Linked DNA regions of Mus musculus: region 2 is linked to region 1. Evidence: chromatin contacts called from public HiCAR-type data. All regions are on one chromosome and are shown on one strand. The core of a region is the stretch at or near the end of the contact, and the rest is flanking DNA. Distances in the headings are between cores, read along the strand shown.

Region 1 (5,405 bases), core at 1,123-3,622:
GGATTCGTCTGCCGCTGTCGCTTGAAAAGTGATAAAGAGCCTTCTCCTAATGACTTTCTTTTCATATCTGGACACTCGACTCTCTTGGGTTACAGCTTTGTTGGTCACGGCTTATAATAGGCCCAGCGGGGCAATGATACGGTGCTAAGTTAACCAGACACTTAAAGGAGCGTCTCCTTTTGATAGATGTAGGATGTTTCTAAATGAACTGGGAAATGTAATTTTTACGGCGCAGAGACTGTTCTGTGATCCTGGGTTTTAGAGGAGATGTTGACATATCAGTCCTAAAACCTATATCTTACTTCTTTCAGACCACTAAGGCCTTTCTTCCAACGATGCTAGAGATTAATCATGGCCACATTGTGACGGTCGCGAGCTCCCTGGGACTGTTCAGCACTGCTGGAGTTGAGGTTTGTCAGCTCAAAGGCATTTTTCTCATTCATGCAGCTTATTTTCGGTGAGCACATCACAAGAAGACCTGCTGCCACACATTCTTGTCAGCTAACGGTGCTTCCCTCTAACACAGGACAGCACAGTTCTCACAGGGCCGCTTTCCTTAGCAGCTTTGCTGATGGTTAAGATACAGGGTCAAGATGGGCCCATGGAGTGAGGATAGATAAGTGAGGTCAAAGGCTCACATTCTTTTTTGGTCAACCAGCCAAAAGTGAACTGCCTGCTGCTAGCTCATTAAGTGAGCTTATGGCCAGCGGCAGGTGCTGTGCACTGGTATAGAACTGGCTTTCTTAATCCCTTCTTAACTGTCCAGATTATACAACATTGTTCCGAAAATTGTTCTAGAAAATTAAAAACATCACTTCTTGCAAATATTTCTTATCATATGTTCTTAGGTTCTAGTTCAAGTTCAGAAGATGTGGTACTATTGCCATTTTAGCTTCGGATCAGAATAGCTTATATCCCCAGTTAGACTTGTTTTTGTTCTTCTTGCATTAATGTAAACAAACAGGTTTTTCAGTCTCCTCCACTAAACAAAAGACCATTTGTAATTTTCCAAGCACTTCAAAGGGAAGCTCCCTCATTTTTTCATTCCACTCTTTTAGCTGTCATAGAGCCCTTTTCAGTGATTTCCTCCAAAGAAACATGATACTTAGTTGATGTGGCAAAAAGTATTCTTATGTTTTTGTCATTGCCTGGAAAGTGTTGTTTCTGCTTTGAACCACATCAGAGAGATGTATACCCTTTAAGACACCTTCCTTCTCTTTGCTTCCTTACCTATAACCTTTTATAATAAACATCTAGCCAGACAGGACCAAGAAGCTGCAGATTGGATGGGAACATAGGCAGAGACTCACTAACCCTTTCTGTTCTCTCTTCTTTTGCTCAGGATTACTGTGCCAGTAAATTTGGAGTTGTGGGTTTTCACGAGTCTCTGAGCCATGAGCTAAAGGCTGCTGAAAAGGATGGAATTAAAACAACTCTGGTTTGCCCTTACCTTGTAGACACGGGCATGTTCAGAGGCTGCCGAATCAGGTCAGTGGGAACCCATCTTCTACTGATACAACAGAGTAACATCAGAATGATGTGTGGAGCTCATCTTCAGTCAGCCAGTCTTGCACATGAACTGTCAGTAGACACTTTAACTGCTTTAGCCAAGTGTGGCAGCACACATCTGGAATCAATAGCACTTCTTGGGGCAGGAGCAGGGGCAGGGAAATTGTCACAAGTCGAAAACCAGACTAGTCTACAAGATGAGTTCTAGGCCAACTAGGGCTACAAAATGAGACCTAGCTAAAAGAGAAGGGCAGCTAACCTGTAGTTCCCCCATTCAGGTTTGTGACAAGGCTGTGTAAGATCACAAGTGAAGGTTTGAAGCCAAGCTGACTCAAGCTTGCTGGGATTACTTCAGAATATCTGGCAGAATGGGTTTCTCTCCGTCTTCAAGGAGGACCGACAAATGTCCAGGATTTCTCTTAGATGCTGTGTCTGTCCTTATGGTCATTTGATTTCTCTACTGTTATGATGGTTACAGCGGAAAGTCCTTAATGTGACTTTAATCTGGATATGAAATAATGTCACCCATACAAAGGATTAACATGTCATCTTAAAGAGACTGTCACGCTCCAGATTTGAAAGCTTTTTCCCCCCCAGAAATTGTGTATAGCTAGATTCAACTTGATTAAGACAAATATGTTTAGATTTACTAACAGTGAAGTGGAATTCCCCTCACACTTGGGAGGAGGCATATGAGAATCTAAATACATCAACACTGGGTTTTACTGGAGGACTATAACTGTGACTCAGCAGGGACACTTGTGAAGACTTGCTTGGGTGAATTTGCAAGACAAAGGACAATGATCAGGACTGCTGGTTTGTTGGGGACTGTTCTTTAGACTTAATGAGTGGAGCTAGGGACGGAGAATGGTTGAGTCATCCCACTCTCCAGCTGGCAGTAAGTCGAGACTGAGACTTTAGCTCTAGGGCCTGGGATGTGGCTCAGGATTGGGCATATGCTTAGCATGTGCAAGGCCTGGGTTTGATTCCAGTTCCAACAGGAAAATGAAGAGAGAAATGGAATTGAAATCTATGTCTGCCTAGTATCCTTTGCAGATGCCTGTGTGCTTCTGGTGTGTTAGTTTGGTTCTGGGTAGGAGCCGTTGGTCCTGTTTTCCACTTAGCATAGTGGCAGGCCCAAAGTCTGGAAGCTATGAAAAGCAATCGGTAGGAAAAAGATGTGCCATTGTTATGTACTTAGCAGACGTTTCAGTGAATTAGAAAGTGGTCCTTTACCTCAGAGACTCCTTAGAATACAGCTTAACATCCTCAGCCAGCATTGTGAGAGGTGGGTCCCTGACAGTCTCACACTAGACAGTGCTGCTTGGTTGCTCCTGCTCTGTCTCAGGCACACCTAATACAGCAAGCTGTGCTGCTGCTGGAGTTTAGTGTTTATGATAACAAGTACCTTTCTAGTCAAGGAGAAGAATCGGAGTCATTTGAAGTTTATCTTTTAAGGCATCTCAACAGCCTGATCTCGTTTTTACAGGAAAGCCAACTACTTTTGCTTATTTTTCTCCTAATTGGTTTACTAGATAATACAAATGGGGTTTGTTTATAGTAGGAAAACGTGAGTCAAAACAAAAATACCAGAAAAGAAACAAAGTGTTCCAAAAATCTCATCCCTCAGTTGATGTCACAGTATTCTGGAGTGTTGTCAGTCTTCTATACTGTGTTAATTCTAAATTTCATTTTTGAATGTAAATTTTCAGAAAAGAAATTGAGCCCTTTTTGCCCCCCTTGAAGCCTGATTACTGTGTGAAGCAGGCTATGAGGGCCATCCTCACTGACCAGCCCATGGTCTGCACCCCCCGCCTCATGTACATCGTGACATTCATGAAGAGGTGAGTGAGGGCCCGGCCCTGCCTGCCTGCTGCCAGACCCCAGGGAACATGTGGCCTGCCATTTACTAACTGCTCTTTCCTTTGCAGCATCCTTCCTTTTGAAGCCGTCGTGTGCATGTATCGATTTCTAGGAGCGGACAAGTGTATGTATCCCTTTATTGCTCAAAGAAAACAAGCCACAAACAACAATGAAGCAAAAAATGGAATCTAAGAGTGTTTTTGTACGGAGTGCCGTTTCTATCAGGATAGGTGGTCCGTGCGCATCAATCAGTACTGACGGTCTGGATTCTAACCCCATGCCGACTCTTTTTTTTTTTTTCTAATCAACTTTTTAAAAAATAAAGTGTAAATTAACTGACTAGTGTGCTTGAAAACTGTGAGCTTGGGTTTTTGCCAATGGGGTCTTTTCTAGACAGGGCCCTAAAAATGAGTCCAATATTTAGACAAACACTATGTTACATCATTATTTTTTTAATGAACATAAAGTCTAGAAATGATGACTACAGTGTGTTTCACGTGGGTCCCCACAGAATTGATTCATTCATTATCGTGGAAGCCCAGCCAGCATTCAAGGACCGACAGTGTAGTGCTCTGTTGTGTTCTCGGTTCTTCTCCTGCAAGCCTGGGTGGCTTGCTTATGGTGTCTGTGGATTTTTTGATGTCAGTTTGAGATCAGCGTAGTCTGAGCATCACAATGAAGGCCACCAGTCTCTTTCTTAAACTTACAGTGACTAAATATTGGGTGATTTTCAAATTCAGTCTCTGAAATACTAAATTAAATGTTTAGAGACCTGGTTAATCCACGTTTGTACATTTTCTACCTGTGAATCTTGCTGCATATAGAAAGTGCCCTTTCCTCACGGAGCTGCAAACTTGTGTTAGGGGAGGAAGTGGGGGATCTTGTCTACAGGACACAGCAGCTCCACAGAGATAATGGGAATTTCTGATTAAAAAGTCCCCGTACTTGTGCCAACTTTAATTAGCTTGGGGAGCAAATCTTATATGGAGTGTTGTGGAAGGGTGGAAAGATTTCTTTGAAAAGTTTATTCACATTGTAGAACAGCAAATGACATTTTTACAGTATTTTTTTGTAAAGCAAACTATTTTGTGCCTTGAATTTGGTATATGTGTATTAGTGAAACATTGTAAAAGTGAATTTCTACCTCTGTATCTATGTGTACCATCCTCTTGTAAATTACTATGAACTACTATGTGATTGCTTCTGTTTGTTCGTTCTAGGATGTCTTTTTTAAATAGTGACCAATGTTTAAGGCTGTTAAAATAAGCCAACTTTTACAAATCGGGATGTTTTCTAAAGAACTGATTAAATACGTACATAACTGAGTTTGTGGTTATTAGCTATCAACCTCATTATAAGGCAAAGCATTCTGAGGTCTTCCCCTGCCTATCTTATCCTGCTTACTCAAAGAAAATGTTTGAATGGGGTCATAATTAGGGTGGGTTTTGCATACTCCAATCTCTAGTCTCACCATCTGCCTATAGTAGGTTCTTCACCAAGAGCTTGTTTAGAAATGGGAAGAGAGAACAACCCCACTGCCTGTATTAGTGTGGGTGTCTCTGTTACTCCACTGCCTGTATTAGGGTGTGTGTCTCTGTTACCCCATTGCCTGTATCAGTGTGGGTGTCTCTGTTACTCCACTGTCTGTTTTAGTGTGGGTGTCTCTGTTACCCCACTGCCTGTATTAGTGTGGTTGTCTCTGTTATTCCACTGCCTGTATTAGTGTGGGTGTCTCTGTTATCCCACTGCCTGTATTAGTGTGGGTGTCTCTGTTATCCCACTGCCTGTATTAGTGTGGTTGTCTCTGTTACCCCACTGCCTGTATTAGTGTGGGTGTCTCTGTTATCCCACTGCCTGTATTAGTGTGGGTGTCTCTGTTACCCCACTGCCTGTATTAGTGTGGGTGTCTCTGTTATCCCACTGCCTGTATTAGTGTGGGCGTCTCTTACTCCACTGCCTGTATTAGTGTGGTTGTCTCTGTTACCCCACTGCCTGTATTAGTGTGGGTGTCTCTGTTACCCCACTGCCTGTAT
Region 2 (5,661 bases), core at 1,621-4,120, 530 kb after region 1:
CAAGCAAGACACAGGTCTAAGATCCTAACACGGGAAAGCTGAGAAAAGAGAACCAGGTCAAAGACCTGCCTGGTCTACCAAGGTGAGACTCTGCCCCAAACATAAAAATCAAAGCAGTACATTAAATTTCACCTGCTTTCTTTGATCAATCTAACACTACCCATTTGATATTTTCCAGTTTAAATATTTAAATATCATCTAAAAGATACAGTTCCCATTTTGTCCTCCCTAGTTCTATACCTACTCTGAGTGCCAGTCAGAAACATCTAATTTGTCTTCTTAGATCAGGCTGGCCTCAAACTCACAGATCCACCTCTGTGATTAAGATGTGGGCATGCTCTGCAGATCCTGTCTTACTGAGTTATCAAGCTAAGTCCCACAGAGAACTCCTGATAAACCTGTCAGAAACCAATGTTCCCTCCCTTCTGTCTTCTGACTTCAGTAAATGGCACTACTGTTCACAAGGTGATTAGCAAAGGCAAAAGCTTTTTTTTTCCTGTTCTAGGAATGAAAGACAAGATTTGGTTTTAATTTATATTTCAAATCAGATGACGTTCTACCGATTTGAACTCTACATCTTTAGATCAAGCTAACTGTATTTTAAATGGACTATTTTTTTAAGCTACTACACCTGAGCATGGTGGTGTACACCTTAAACCCCAGCACTCAAGAAGCAGAGGTAGTTGGATCTGAGTTCTGGGCCAGCCAGGTCCACAAAGTGAGTGCCAGGTCAGGCAGGGCTGGCTATAACCTTATCTGGCATATGTTCCAAGCATTTGTGTCCTTGGAATTTCCTGACTAGGTCAAGTTCACTCACACTTTAAGGCCCTTGCGTTTGCAGTGACTGCTGTGGGAAGCTCTTCCTTTAAACCTCCCTATGATGTTTCTAGCTCAAACATCAAATCCCAAGGGTCTTTCCCTGTCCAAGGTCTTATTGATGTATCCCCTCCCCCCACTTTCTTTTTTATTGAGGGAGAGTCAACAGGGCTTTACTGGACCTCTTGGTTGACCTGGAACTCTTGTCAATCCTTTGCTTGTTTGAGCTTCCTGAATATTCTGAATAAAGGTTTACAGGTTTCTGACATCATGCCTATTTCTACACCAAAAACTGTGTGTGTAAATTTTCAAGTATTGGATGTCTTTGTCTTACTGTACTTAGTAAACTATCAAAGCATTTGGAGTCTATTAACATATCAAAGCATACATGCAAAGACTTTCCTATTACATTCCAATCTGACATACACCCCTGCACAAAACCCCAATCTTTCCCTGAAGCAATAAGACGAAGATCTGCGCAATTTCTTAAGAACTTAGTATACAGAGAAGTAAACTATCACCTTGCTTCTATACCATTGCCTATGTACACTGCAGCATTCCTATCTTATCTAGCAATGAAGCAGATTTTCTCCATTTGAAATAGATACCATCTGGGTGTGGTGATCTACTCCTTCAATCCCAGTGCTTGGAAGCCAGAGGCATACGGGCCATGCAAGTATACATGGTCGAGTTTCAGGCTAGCAAGGGCTACAAGTCTCAAAAAAGAAATGGATTTTTTTAAAAAATAGCATTATGAGGTAATAAACCAACATTTCTTGTGTGTGTGTGTGTGATGCTGGAGAACCAGCCCAGGGTCTCTGGACATTAGGCAAACATGCTACATCAAATTACCGACCCAGTCTGGTAATTAGAGAAATATCATATGAAGGATGAGAAGCCATTTATAAATTAAATAGGGGGATGAAGATATGGAGTAGTGGCACACAAGAGTGCGGACTCAGTGTAGTTGAGGTCCAAGGTTAATCCAAGCAAGTTGAAAAGATAAGAGCCAGCATGGCGGCTACACCTTTAAAACTAACAACTGGGAGATAGGCCTGGTGGGCCACACATTTAGACCAGACGAGTTACTGAGTACAACTTCCATGTCATCCAAGAGTACTCAAAAAATTGATAAATAGAAATATAGAAACCCCAAATTACTATAAATTAACAAACATCCATGATATAAAACCACAACAGTTTACTCATCACTGAAGATTAAATCCACTTGTGAACTTCGACGGCTTAATAACACATAATATAAACGAGATCAAGTATTTACCATCTTAGACCACTTAACAGAAAATAAAATTCAATTTGGGACTAAGAAGCAGATCTGGTAGTATGGACCAAGTTGTAAAACTATTTCAATTGCTTTCTACACTAGAAAGTGCAGAGTAGGCATGCTTGCACTAAATGACAAAACTTTCATGCTCACAAAACTGAAGAGTTCCTTAAGGGAAACTAAATAAATGGGCACTGTACCTGGCACTAGATAACTCCTTTCAGGCAAAAATGAGAGGTAGATAGATGCACAAATGAGCCAATGTACCCAGCCAGGCAGAAATTACCCAAGTTGTCCAGAAGGTAAACTTTCTTTCAGGGTCCTATAGCTTAAAGCGGCGAGGGCTCTCTCCTGGGTCTAGCGACTGATTTTAACAGTAAAACAAATACAAGCGCACATGAGGTAGGCAAAACGGAAAAGCGATCCGGCTGCCATGCTCTTAACTCCACCCTCCCCGCGCTCAGCCTGGAGGAGGCCCAGCCAGCCCGCACCTCCTGTCCTCTCCCCTTTCCAGACCCACCGAGCTGAGCTAGTTAAGGTCCCGCCAAACTCCTCTCCCCTCCCCCAAGCCAGGAGCTGGGGAGGCCGGAGAGACTCAGAGCTTCCGTTCCTTCCCCGCCCAGACGGGAAGGGGTGAGCAGAGGGATAACTAAAGCATCCAGTCCCAGCCGCACTAACTCTCCTAGCGAAATCAGATCCCGATTCCCACCATAGCCCGACACTCACTAGCCAGTCCCGCAGCTACCGCAGCCGTAACCCCACGTACCGCCACAGCCCCTATTCAGGGCCGCCCCCCTCCCACCCCCAGCGGCCTACCCCTGTGGGTTCCGGGGCACAGAAAGGAATTACTTCCGTCGCGTCACAGCCGCTTTCTGTAACGCGCGGGAGACTGGTACCTGGCAAGGCCGAGACGCGATCTGCCGGTAACTTGCGTCTGGAGGAAGTGCGTTGTGGGCAGTAAAACAGGCCCATTTAAGAGACATCGCTACCAAATCCCAACCAATGAGATGCTAGGACTTCTTGGTTCCCAGAATGCAGCGCCATCCGGATCCAATTTCTGCCGAGAAAAGCTGAGCCGGCGAGGCAGCAGTGCATTCTGGGATATGTAGTTTCTTACAAGGTTTCGGCTAGTGTTTGGTCCGAAGTGACACTGCATCTTGGGACTTGTGGTTTTCTGTGTAGCGCTGAAATTTTTGATGTCTTTAAAGCTTGTCTCAACCTCTTTGTTTAAAGTAATACACATCAACGGGCATCTTAACAAGCTCCCAATGTGTTTGCCTCATTTCCTCTCTTCCCGATATAGGTCAGTGTTTACTGAAATATGCCACGCCCACCCGTCCAGTTCTCGCTGCCTATCACCATTACTTAAATCAGGGCCCATTATTTCTGCTCCTCACCTCCCCAGTTCCACGCCCCCCTCAACCAAACCTTTTCATTGGCTTTTCCGTGGTTACCTAGGCACCTTTCCTAGAAAGCTGAAAAGCAGCTCAGTTAAGTTTCCTCTCTGCTGTTTTCATGGAGTGGGCTTGAAAACCTAGATTCAAGATACTCAGTTAATCAGTCGCAGCTGTGTAATAGTATCCCACAAAAGGAAGTATAGTATGTATGTGCTATTTGGAATTTCTGAAACTTCTCAAAGGGTTTTGTTTTTGAATTTTTGAGACAGGGTATTTCAGTGTTACCCTGGAACTACGAGTCCCAGACTAGCTATGTATTTGGGGACAATTCTATCTCCTTCCTTAGCCATCAGGCACAGTAATTTCCCTATGTAATCCTTGGCTGCCCTCCAACTCCAATTTATAATTCTGTTTCAGCCTCAAAGTGTTGAAACGACAGGTGTTGCCTACCATGGGTTGCTCTGAAAGTGTTTGTCTGTTTGTTTGTGTTTGTGTTTTTGCTTTATTTGATTTGGCAGCTATGTATGCTTTTATGGAATTGAAAGCAAAAATATAGCTGCGGCCTTGAATTAATTTTCAAAGGCTTTGGAGAAATAATGAAAGTGTTTTGGTTGTATCCATAATTCAAAGTAGTTTCATAGTAAAAGAGGCATTTGGTAGCAGAAGATAAAACTAAAGAAAAAAATATGAAAAAACTAAGTGAGACCTGAGTCTCCCTTTAGGCAGTAAGGGTGGGCCCGACTTCCATCGTATATCTTGACTAAAGAACCAAGGATAGGTTCATGCGGCTGGCTCAGGATTCCGTTGGTTTGTTTTAAGATTTATTTGTTTGCTTTTTAAATTTTATTTGTTTTTTTTTCTTTTTCTTTTCTTTTTTTTTTGTTTCTGTTTTTTGTTTTGTTTTGTTTTTGTTTTTGTTTTTTTGAGGCAGGGTTTCTCTGTATAGCCCTGGCTATCCTGGAACTCACTCTGTAGACCAGGCTGGCCTTGAACTCAGAAATCCTTCTGCCTCTGCCTCCCAAGTGCTGGGATTAAAGGCGTGCGCCACCACGCCCGGCATAATTTTATTTGTTTTTAAGATTTATGTATTTATTTATTATTTGTGTTTTTATGTATGAGTGCTCTATCTGCATGCCAGAAGAGAGCACCAGATCCCATTATAGATGGTTGTGAGCCACCATGTGGTTGCTAGGAGTTGAACTCAGTACCTATGGAAGAAAAGCCAGTGAGCATTTAACTGCCGAGACATCTCCCCAGTCCCATGGATTCCTTCTAAAAGGACACAGAAAAGGGAACTAGGTCAGACAACTGCGATAGGTTTTTGGTTGGGTCTTTTTTGTTTGTTTGTTTCTCTGCTACTGGTGAAATGAATCAATTCAAGCCAGAGTGAGATGATATTAAGTGCAGGATTATTGGAAGTTGCTCTCTGGCCCCAAGGACAGAAGCCAGAGAGGAAGGAAGAGAATTGTACATATTCTCTGCTCACTCCTTTTCCAGTTTCCTTCCCGTTTGAGGGTATGAGAAATGGCTTGAGATGACTTTGGCAAGCTTTGATCTTCAGGTACTCTTGCTCCGTTAAGCTCACCAAGAGCTAAGAAAGGCTCTGTAACTCTCAAAGCAATCAGTACCACTAACCTAACCTGTTTTGTATCACTAATTTTAAGTGTCTTTCTGCTAAAGCTCAATGTTACTAGTAGATTTCCTATAGATACACATATGCCAACCCTAGCCATGATGCTGATGTTGTTTTCCATATTTTGAGGTTGGAAGCTGGTTTTGTTTTGTTCAAAGAGTGACCTTCTGTCTAATATGGGGCCTGAACTCTCAGCTATTAGCACCCCCCCACAACAAAGTCAGGTATTAAGGACAACCCCCCCCACACACACACACAGAGTTTCTCTGTGTAGCCCAGGCTGTCCTGGAATTCACTCTGTAGATCAGGCTGGCCTTGAACTCAGAAATCCACCTGCTTTTGCCTCCCAAGTGCTGGGATTAAAGGCACGTGCTACCACTGCCCAGCAAGGACAAACTCTTATATTAATAAACCTTCGAAGTATTTTTCCTTAGCACCCTGTATTAGTCAGGATTCTCTAGAGTCACAGAATTTATGGGTAGTCTCTATAGTGAAGAAATTTGTTATGATGACTTACAATTTGTAGTCCA

What was found. HiCAR-type assays count read pairs that join an accessible place to other places.
Region 2: a HiCAR-type map of embryonic stem cells shows a contact between it and region 1, with 2.0 times the contacts expected there. The contact joins the promoter of Eloc here to the enhancer-like site in region 1. A contact is called at or near these places in 19 of 39 promoter capture datasets (the 3T3-L1 cell line, 3T3-L1-derived adipocytes, the C10 cell line and 10 more), 3 of 484 Hi-C or Micro-C datasets (bone marrow-derived macrophages, embryonic stem cells and liver), 7 of 115 datasets of contacts at active chromatin or transcription factors (bone marrow-derived macrophages, embryonic stem cells, kidney and 2 more) and 1 of 9 other capture datasets (adipose tissue).

Annotation. Positions count from the first base shown.
Region 1 is chr1:16,127,854-16,133,258 of GRCm38.p6, forward strand. It overlaps Rdh10 (retinol dehydrogenase 10 (all-trans)), which reads left to right. Exons shown (of 6, transcript NM_133832.3): 3 at 312-410; 4 at 1,343-1,488; 5 at 3,222-3,353; 6 at 3,441-4,697. The coding sequence ends at 3,564. Among named protein-coding and RNA genes, the nearest start is that of Rdh10, 25 kb to the left of the region's middle. Within about 2 kb of position 2,373, at least 46 of the 459 cell types and tissues checked have an H3K27ac peak or open chromatin away from gene starts, as enhancers often do. A contact at or near this core is called in embryonic stem cells, stem cell-derived epiblast-like cells, stem cell-derived neural progenitor cells and 1 more, where this site is marked.
Region 2 is chr1:16,653,995-16,659,655 of GRCm38.p6, forward strand. Eloc (elongin C) reads right to left here and starts at 2,871. Exons shown (of 4, transcript NM_026456.4): 1 at 2,828-2,871. It overlaps D030040B21Rik (RIKEN cDNA D030040B21 gene), which reads left to right and starts at 3,558. Exons shown (of 4, transcript NR_037998.1): 1 at 3,558-5,661.